2 separate regions of the Mus musculus genome follow, and region 1 is linked to region 2. Evidence: chromatin contacts called from public Hi-C data. All regions are on one chromosome and are shown on one strand. The core of a region is the stretch at or near the end of the contact, and the rest is flanking DNA. Distances in the headings are between cores, read along the strand shown. Region 1 overlaps Aldh1a3 (aldehyde dehydrogenase family 1, subfamily A3). Region 2 overlaps Lrrk1 (leucine-rich repeat kinase 1).

Evidence for each region. Hi-C and Micro-C count contacts between places; a contact is called where the count stands out from the background.
Region 1: a contact with region 2 is called in a Hi-C map of cerebral cortex, with 8 times the contacts expected there. The contact joins two enhancer-like sites. A contact is called at or near these places in 1 of 15 datasets of contacts at CTCF or cohesin (pro-B cells), 114 of 484 Hi-C or Micro-C datasets (the 4T1 cell line, the 63-12 cell line, the AML12 cell line and 67 more), 15 of 115 datasets of contacts at active chromatin or transcription factors (CD8 T cells, acute myeloid leukemia, bone marrow-derived dendritic cells and 9 more) and 4 of 9 other capture datasets (adipose tissue, embryonic stem cells, liver and 1 more).

Annotation. Positions count from the first base shown.
Region 1 is chr7:66,407,787-66,411,143 of GRCm38.p6, reverse strand. It overlaps Aldh1a3 (aldehyde dehydrogenase family 1, subfamily A3), which reads left to right. Exons shown (of 13, transcript NM_053080.3): 7 at 1,865-1,978; 8 at 3,241-3,343. Among named protein-coding and RNA genes, the nearest start is that of Aldh1a3, 18 kb to the left of the region's middle. Within about 2 kb of position 1,588, at least 7 of the 459 cell types and tissues checked have an H3K27ac peak or open chromatin away from gene starts, as enhancers often do. A contact at or near this core is called in cerebral cortex, where this site is marked.
Region 2 is chr7:66,308,842-66,312,399 of GRCm38.p6, reverse strand. It overlaps Lrrk1 (leucine-rich repeat kinase 1), which reads left to right. Exons shown (of 34, transcript NM_146191.3): 7 at 3,513-3,558. Among named protein-coding and RNA genes, the nearest start is that of Gm45989, 29 kb to the right of the region's middle. Within about 2 kb of position 1,294, at least 113 of the 459 cell types and tissues checked have an H3K27ac peak or open chromatin away from gene starts, as enhancers often do. A contact at or near this core is called in cerebral cortex, where this site is marked.

The DNA of each region.
Region 1 (3,357 bases), core at 339-2,838, 98 kb before region 2:
GCTGTGTGTAGGTCCCCAGGAGCCTTTCCACTGTCTTCCCCACCCTAAGGGAGCCACAACTCAGGGAAGCAGTGGCCTAGAGGGACACCTGCCAGACACACCTGGCAACATATTTCAGCCGTTCCATCATCGGCACACATGTAGTGAAGATTGAAAGAACAGGAAGAAAGATGAGCTGGAAGAAAGGCGACCGTTTCACTCCCAGCTGGACTGAGGCAGCGGGGTGGTGTACCGGTTGAGGGAGGCTGGGGCTGCTGTAACCAGCCAGGACACACCTTCCTCTCGATGACCACACATGCTTTCATGCAAAAGAGACTCTAGGCTCTAAAATCACAGCTACAGGATAATGCCTAGGAAACTTAAGAGTCAAACACTGTATCCTCAACTGACATTTTAAAAATAAAGTCTCAGACAAGACCCTGTGCTGGGAACGGCATAACTCATTAGGTTGGTCTTGTTAACAAGGAGGTCTCCTTGTGTGTGCATAGCCTGAGTGTGAGTATGGGAATATCAGCAGTCCCTTGCCTCCGCAAGTGCCAATCCTGGATGAGCCCAGTGGGGCCAGCAAGGAGAAGGGTGTAGCTGTAGTGGAGAAATTCACTCTACTCTCTCTGGCAGCTACCAGCCCTAATTTTCTAGACTCTCTCATGTGCGCAATACACACACACACACACACACAGAGCCTTATATTTAATATGCCTTAAATGGCTGGGCATTTCCAAACCTCCCCATGACTAACACACCCTCCCATTTGATATTCCTGAATTATTTCTTACTAAAACCTATATTCCATCCTAGTCGCCCTGGACCCAGGCCTACAGCCCTACCAGGGCCATGATTCCCGACTCTTACTTGTCAGCAGTCTCCCTGTCTTGCACTTCACAGGCCTGATCTTTCTGCTTCCCGGCATGAGGGTTCTAAATCTTCTCTCTTCCCTTGCTTTCCTTGCCTGGGAAATCTAAAGTCCCACCTCTGTCCCCCTGCCCTGCCATTTATTTATTTATTAATTAGAACCAGCTGTGGACCGGGACCCTCAGTGTCTCACACTCAGGATTCTTGTGCAGTTTGGGAACCCATAATACAAGCATTAAGTCAAACCCACAACAGAAAGATTTCCCATTTTACCTGGGCAGAGTAGATCTGATATTGGCTTAGCAAGGGCATAGGTGTGTGTCTGAAGAGGGGGTGATCAAGATAACTCTTCTTCCTTCAACACACACACACACACACACACACACACACACACACACGTCTCATATTCATATGTTGACACTCACACGCACACACAGACTCACATATGATCTTTCACACACTCATATAAACATACTCACAAACAAAAATGCTTTCACATACCCATTCTCTTACAGCCCCACAGACATATACATAGACACATGCTCACATAGGCATGTACATGTATACACATGCAGACATACAAGCGCGCGTGCGCACACACACACACACACATTCTCCCCAACACATCACCCCCACCACACACACACACACACACACACACACACACACACACACACACTGGCAGTCTTATCCAGGACAGCCACTGCCACCTAGTGGTATCCCTGAGCCTTTGCTTCAGGACCTGCTAGGATGATAGACTCTTCCTGGGTGTGATGAATTCTCTCACATGCCTTCACCCGCAGCCAGCACAGAGGATTAGAAGAACAGCAGTGGGGCGGGACTGCTGCAGCTGATGTGGGTGCATCCTGGCCAGTGTGTCACCCAGTTGCCCTCTGAGGGTGCTGCTTTGCTTGGGGTCTTTATAGGGCTACAACTCTTGGCCACTCCTGCAGATAGGTTTGTAGTAGGTGCTGTCTGTCTGATCCTTTGATGCCGTTTTTGTCCCTCCCAGGTCGGGTTCCCTCCGGGTGTGGTGAACATTGTACCAGGCTTTGGGCCCACTGTGGGAGCAGCAATTTCCTCCCATCCGCAGATCAACAAGATAGCCTTCACCGGCTCCACAGAGGTACGCCCTCTCTGTGAGCTGCTGCCAGAGACAACAACTGCTCCATTATTTGAGACCCACCGACGTTTCCTTGAGAAGCTCAAATACTATTTGCTTCTCTTTTTCTAAACCTATTCGTAAACTATTAGAAAAATTTTCCAGTTCCCAAACTAAATAAATAGCTAATAGAGTTTGGAAGCCTTACGAAAAAAAAATAGCTGAGAGATAAGATAAAATAAAAATGTAAAGCATCCATATAATAAACAACATCATTAAAACCAAGCGATGATAAATAAGCTGGGAGAAAACCAGTTGTACAGCATGTAGCTCTCCAAATGTTTATATATCCTTCATATGTGAAGAGTACCAACAAATCAATTAAAAAAAAAAGAAGAAGACAAGCAAAATGCTACCTACCCCAGTCCTGCCAATCCTTTTGGCAACCAGAGTGAGCATCCTTAGAGAGTCCAATAAGAATTAGACTCTGGGGCTGGTGAGATGGCTCAGTGGGTAAGAGCACCCGACTGCTCTTCCAAAGGTCCAGAGTTCAAATCCCAGCAACCACATGGTGGCTCACAACCATCCGTGACAGGATCTGACTCCCTCTTCTGGTGTGTCTGAAGACAGCTACAGTGTACTAACATATAATAATAAAATAAATCTTTAAAAAAAAAAATTAGACTCTGGCCTACAACCATCATTCCCTTGCATGGTATTAAACAGGTCCAGGCAATGTGGACACAGTTCTCCAGCTTAAAGTCTCAGGGTCTGACTTGGTCTCCCAGGTCTTTCCCAGTTCTGAGGCTCTGGTGCCTTGTTAAACTTGTTGACAGGATGAGTCAGGAGGCACACTAGGCCAGCCCTGCATCCAACTGAGTGCTCAGGTCCCAGAGAGACCCTGTCAGGGTATGTGGGAGGGTGGTCCTGTGGCATTCCCTCAGCTACCGATTCTCACTCCTCCTCCCAAGGTGGGCTCGGTCTTTAAAGGGTTCTAGAGAACATGTCACATGTCATCTTTGGTGTTTCCCTGGCTTGACAGACCTCTCAAACCAGCACCACCTCCATATTGGGCTGGCAGAGTCTCCGCTGTGACTAGTAGGAGTGCCAGGTCACCCAGCATGGTGCCCCGCTGCAGTGGTCAGCCTGGTGAGCCAAGGCTGGGTGACAGTATGATGCATCATGCCTGGGGTGCATCACTGAGGCAGGTGACCAGGGTGCCCAAAGCGTGCCTGCACACGCTCACCACATCTAAGAGTTGACAGAGCCTAATTGTTGCCCTGAAGGTTGGAAAGCTGGTCAGAGAAGCCGCCTCCCGGAGCAACCTGAAGAGGGTCACACTGGAGCTAGGAGGCAAGAACCCGTGCATCGTGTGTGCAGATGCTGACTGTGAGTCACTGGGG
Region 2 (3,558 bases), core at 45-2,544:
GACCCACATGGCAGAGGAAGAGAGCCAATCCCTTCACATTGTCCTCTGACCTCCATGGGTGCTGTGGTGTGGCATGCTCATACAGATATACACAAACACACACGGAGTAAATAAAATATAGTGAAAATTAACACACAGAGTAAATAAAATATAGTGAAAATTAATACACAGAGTAAATAAAATATAGTGAAAATTATTTGGGGGTGGGGGAAGGTGACACCTTTGTGGCCAGTAGCTTCTAGAATATGCAAGGCAGATAATGCATCTGTATTGCAGCCTCCACCCCCAGATCAGAAGGGCTTTCTCTATAAGACTCTTTGCCTATGGCCCAACATACATGCACAACCCTTTTTTGTTCTTTATAAAAAAAAACTTTTAATCTTATTGTTACTAATGTGTGTCTGTCTATTGTCTGTACAAAGGTGTGTATGTGATGGAGTGTGTATAGAATGTTTGTGTGATGTATGTATGGAGATCTGAAGATAACTTTGGGGGATCAGTAGAAGGAGCCATTTGATTCCTGGATGAGAACTGTAAAAAGGAGAGGAGAGCTTGTGTCCCAATATGACCGGAATACTTCCTGCTGAGAGGCCTGGCCGTTGTCTTTTTCCACCTTAACTTGGGTTCTGGGACTCAAACTCAGGTCCCCAGACTTGCAGGGCAAACCCCATTTCCTCACTGAGCCTCTCCCCAGCTTCCCACTTAACCCCTGAACACTGTAAGTTCCAACCATCACCTTGGAAAACAGCTTTCTAAGCCTTCCCTTGCTGCCTCTGGGGCGGATGGTGCTGCCTGTGTGCTTTCTCCCATTTGGCCGGCGTCTGAAAGGCTTGGAGACAAACACCAGGACATTTTCCATCTGTGTTGGGCCTGTTCAGTTCGTGAGACCTGATGGCTGGGCTGTTCAGCACTCAGTGCCAGCTGCCTTTGATCTTTCGGTTCAGCCCTCTGGGACAGGGTTATGCAATGGCTGGCTGTGCTCCCTCGGAGCTTGGTTTGTGGTAATTTTGCCCAGACTAACACAAACAAGCAGTGAGCGCTGTAGGCTTGCTGAACCTGTTTCTGTCAAGTGTGTGGATATCGTTGTCATTTGATGTTTTTTGTCTACTCTCGGTGGCACCCTGTAAATACTTAAGTACTCTGGGTGCCCGTGCACCGAAAATAATAAAACGCATCAGTCCAAATTCCCAATGTATGCCAAGACCAGGTGGAAAGCTTCCGTGTTCATCTACAGTCTGCCCCATCTTTCCCAGCATGCATCGTGCCGCATGCTCGTCTGTCGTCCTATCTTCAGACTTTGACCGCTTCTCTCTGGGCTTGAGTTGATCAGATTTCAGTTGTAAAGAAACGTGTGGCAGTGAGCCCTAGAAAGAGCGTTAAGAACTGGCAGTGCAGATTGCATTCCTCTGTCCTTAGGGTCTAGTGAGGTTAGTGGTACACACCACACTCTTGGTGTGGCTGGTTTCCTTCTACCAGAATGACCCCTGTGAAGGAAGCCTCTGCACCAGCCCCTGCTACCAACCCCTGCCCTGCTTGAGTTCCTGTCCCGACTTCCTTAGATGAACAGGGATGTGAAAGTGAAGGCCAAATAAACCCTTTCTCCCAAGTTGCTTCGGCCCTGGTGTTTCGTCACAGCAATAGAAACCCTTACTAGGACGCATGTCATGATACAACATTCGGAAATGGTTCAGTAAAGAGTGAAGAATTTTGGTTTTATTTTCGAATGTTTTAGTGTGTGTGTGGAGGAGTGCATATGATGAACACAGGTGCCCTCGGAGCCAGAAGCATAGGATTCCCTCAACGCTAGAGTTACAGGCAACTGTGAGCCACCCAACAGCAGGAAGGACTAGGGGTCACACTCAGCAAGTGCTTAACCAGAGAGCCATCTCCCCAGCCAGCCCCAAGAGGGTGTGTTTTTGTGTGTAGAAAGGTGCTGGGAGACATCCCTGGTGATGCTGCTTTGACAGCAGGTAACTCTAGGTCTGTGGGGTCCATTAGGTCCTAGTTCAACTCTTGGCAAACTTTAGATTTTTCTGGACTTAAGTGTTTAGAGTAAGTGGGAAACGTCAGTCATTAGAAAGGAAAAAAGCCGCCAGGGAAATTGAGTGACTTATCTAACACAATTGCCAGAGGCTAGGACTCCTCTCTCTGGATCTTAGTTGTTCATCCTTCTTCATCTACACAAATGAAGAGGGAGATAAAGACTGGAGGAGAACTTTCTGTTGGAAGGGCGGTAAGGCACAGGATTTGGCTAAGGGAGCACAGCACCACCTTGTGGCCAGATATGATCACAGCCGCTGCCAATTGCCAAGGCCAGCTTAACCAAGATTGCTGGTAGCTTTCTCACAGTTCCTGTGGTTCTTACACGTTCCCATTTGTGAAACATTCATTTTTGTCTATATTCTGGCCCTGTAATTTTCTGTTATGAATTTTCTTTGGATATACAAGCCAAAAGAAACAGATTTCTTCTCCCCAGAAACCCAGTTGAGTCTCAGATTCTTTGATATCCCTGAAGAAAACCTTAGTCTTATGTATTAAACCAGGACCCATTTGCTGCCTGGCAATAGCAGATCACTGGGATTTCTGACTTCCTCTTGTGGAAAAAAAATAAGGAACATGTTCTGGGTGTGCCACAGCAAGAAGGTTGGGCTGTGGTTTGCATGTGGCAGAGACTCAGGGCACAGAGGAGTTGATAAGTCTCAGAACAAAACCAAGGGAAGGTTTTACTGTGTCTTCAATGGAGGTTATTGTTCATGGAAATTGGAGACATCGCTGGAAGTAAGAATTCCTGTATATCTCTGTAGGGGCCATAATACTTAGCTTTCTCAGGTTGACCTGAACTGAAAGCAGGGCCAAAAGTTAGGGAAGCTGTCTGTTACTAATATAGTCCTGGGCTGACTGTTACAGAGGAAATTGGTGAGCTCATTAGGTTGTTACGGAGATAACAATGTTTATCTTGCTTCCTGGGCTATTTGCTAAGGGGCATGGTTTCCTTGCTGTGAGGTGTGGACCAGAGTTCTGGATTTCCGATTGGTGGTGTCCAAAGTGTGGCCTGGCACAGCGCCAGGTGGCTGAAGACAGTGGCTGCCCAGATCACACAAAGTGACTCAAGAACAGAGATCTCAGAGCCACATTTAGGACTCGGCCTTCTCCCTGCCTGAGAAGAGGATAGCCAAGCCTCGGGGGGGGGGGGGGGCTCCTTTGGACCCAAAAGCCATTGCTGCTTCCCTGCACCCCAGTGTGCGGCTCCTAAGGGTTGGCTCTGAGCCCATGGATACCCTCTGGGGGTGACGAGGAGCCATGAGCAGACGATTTGTACAGAGTACACTCGCTACTTCCTGGTGCCAGCTACCATGGTGGAAGCTGGGAAGGCAAGGTAGACATGGCCCCAGTTTCTCAGGATAGGGATCCAGCTGGAGTGGGTACACAGCCTCACTTGAGCCTTTACTCCAGGCCCACCTTGGGCTTAGACTCACCAAATTTAGGTGCTGTTCCTTGCTATCCAACCCCAGGCACTTCGTGTGAAATGGTCCCATCTGAAGTTGCCCTGGGTGGACC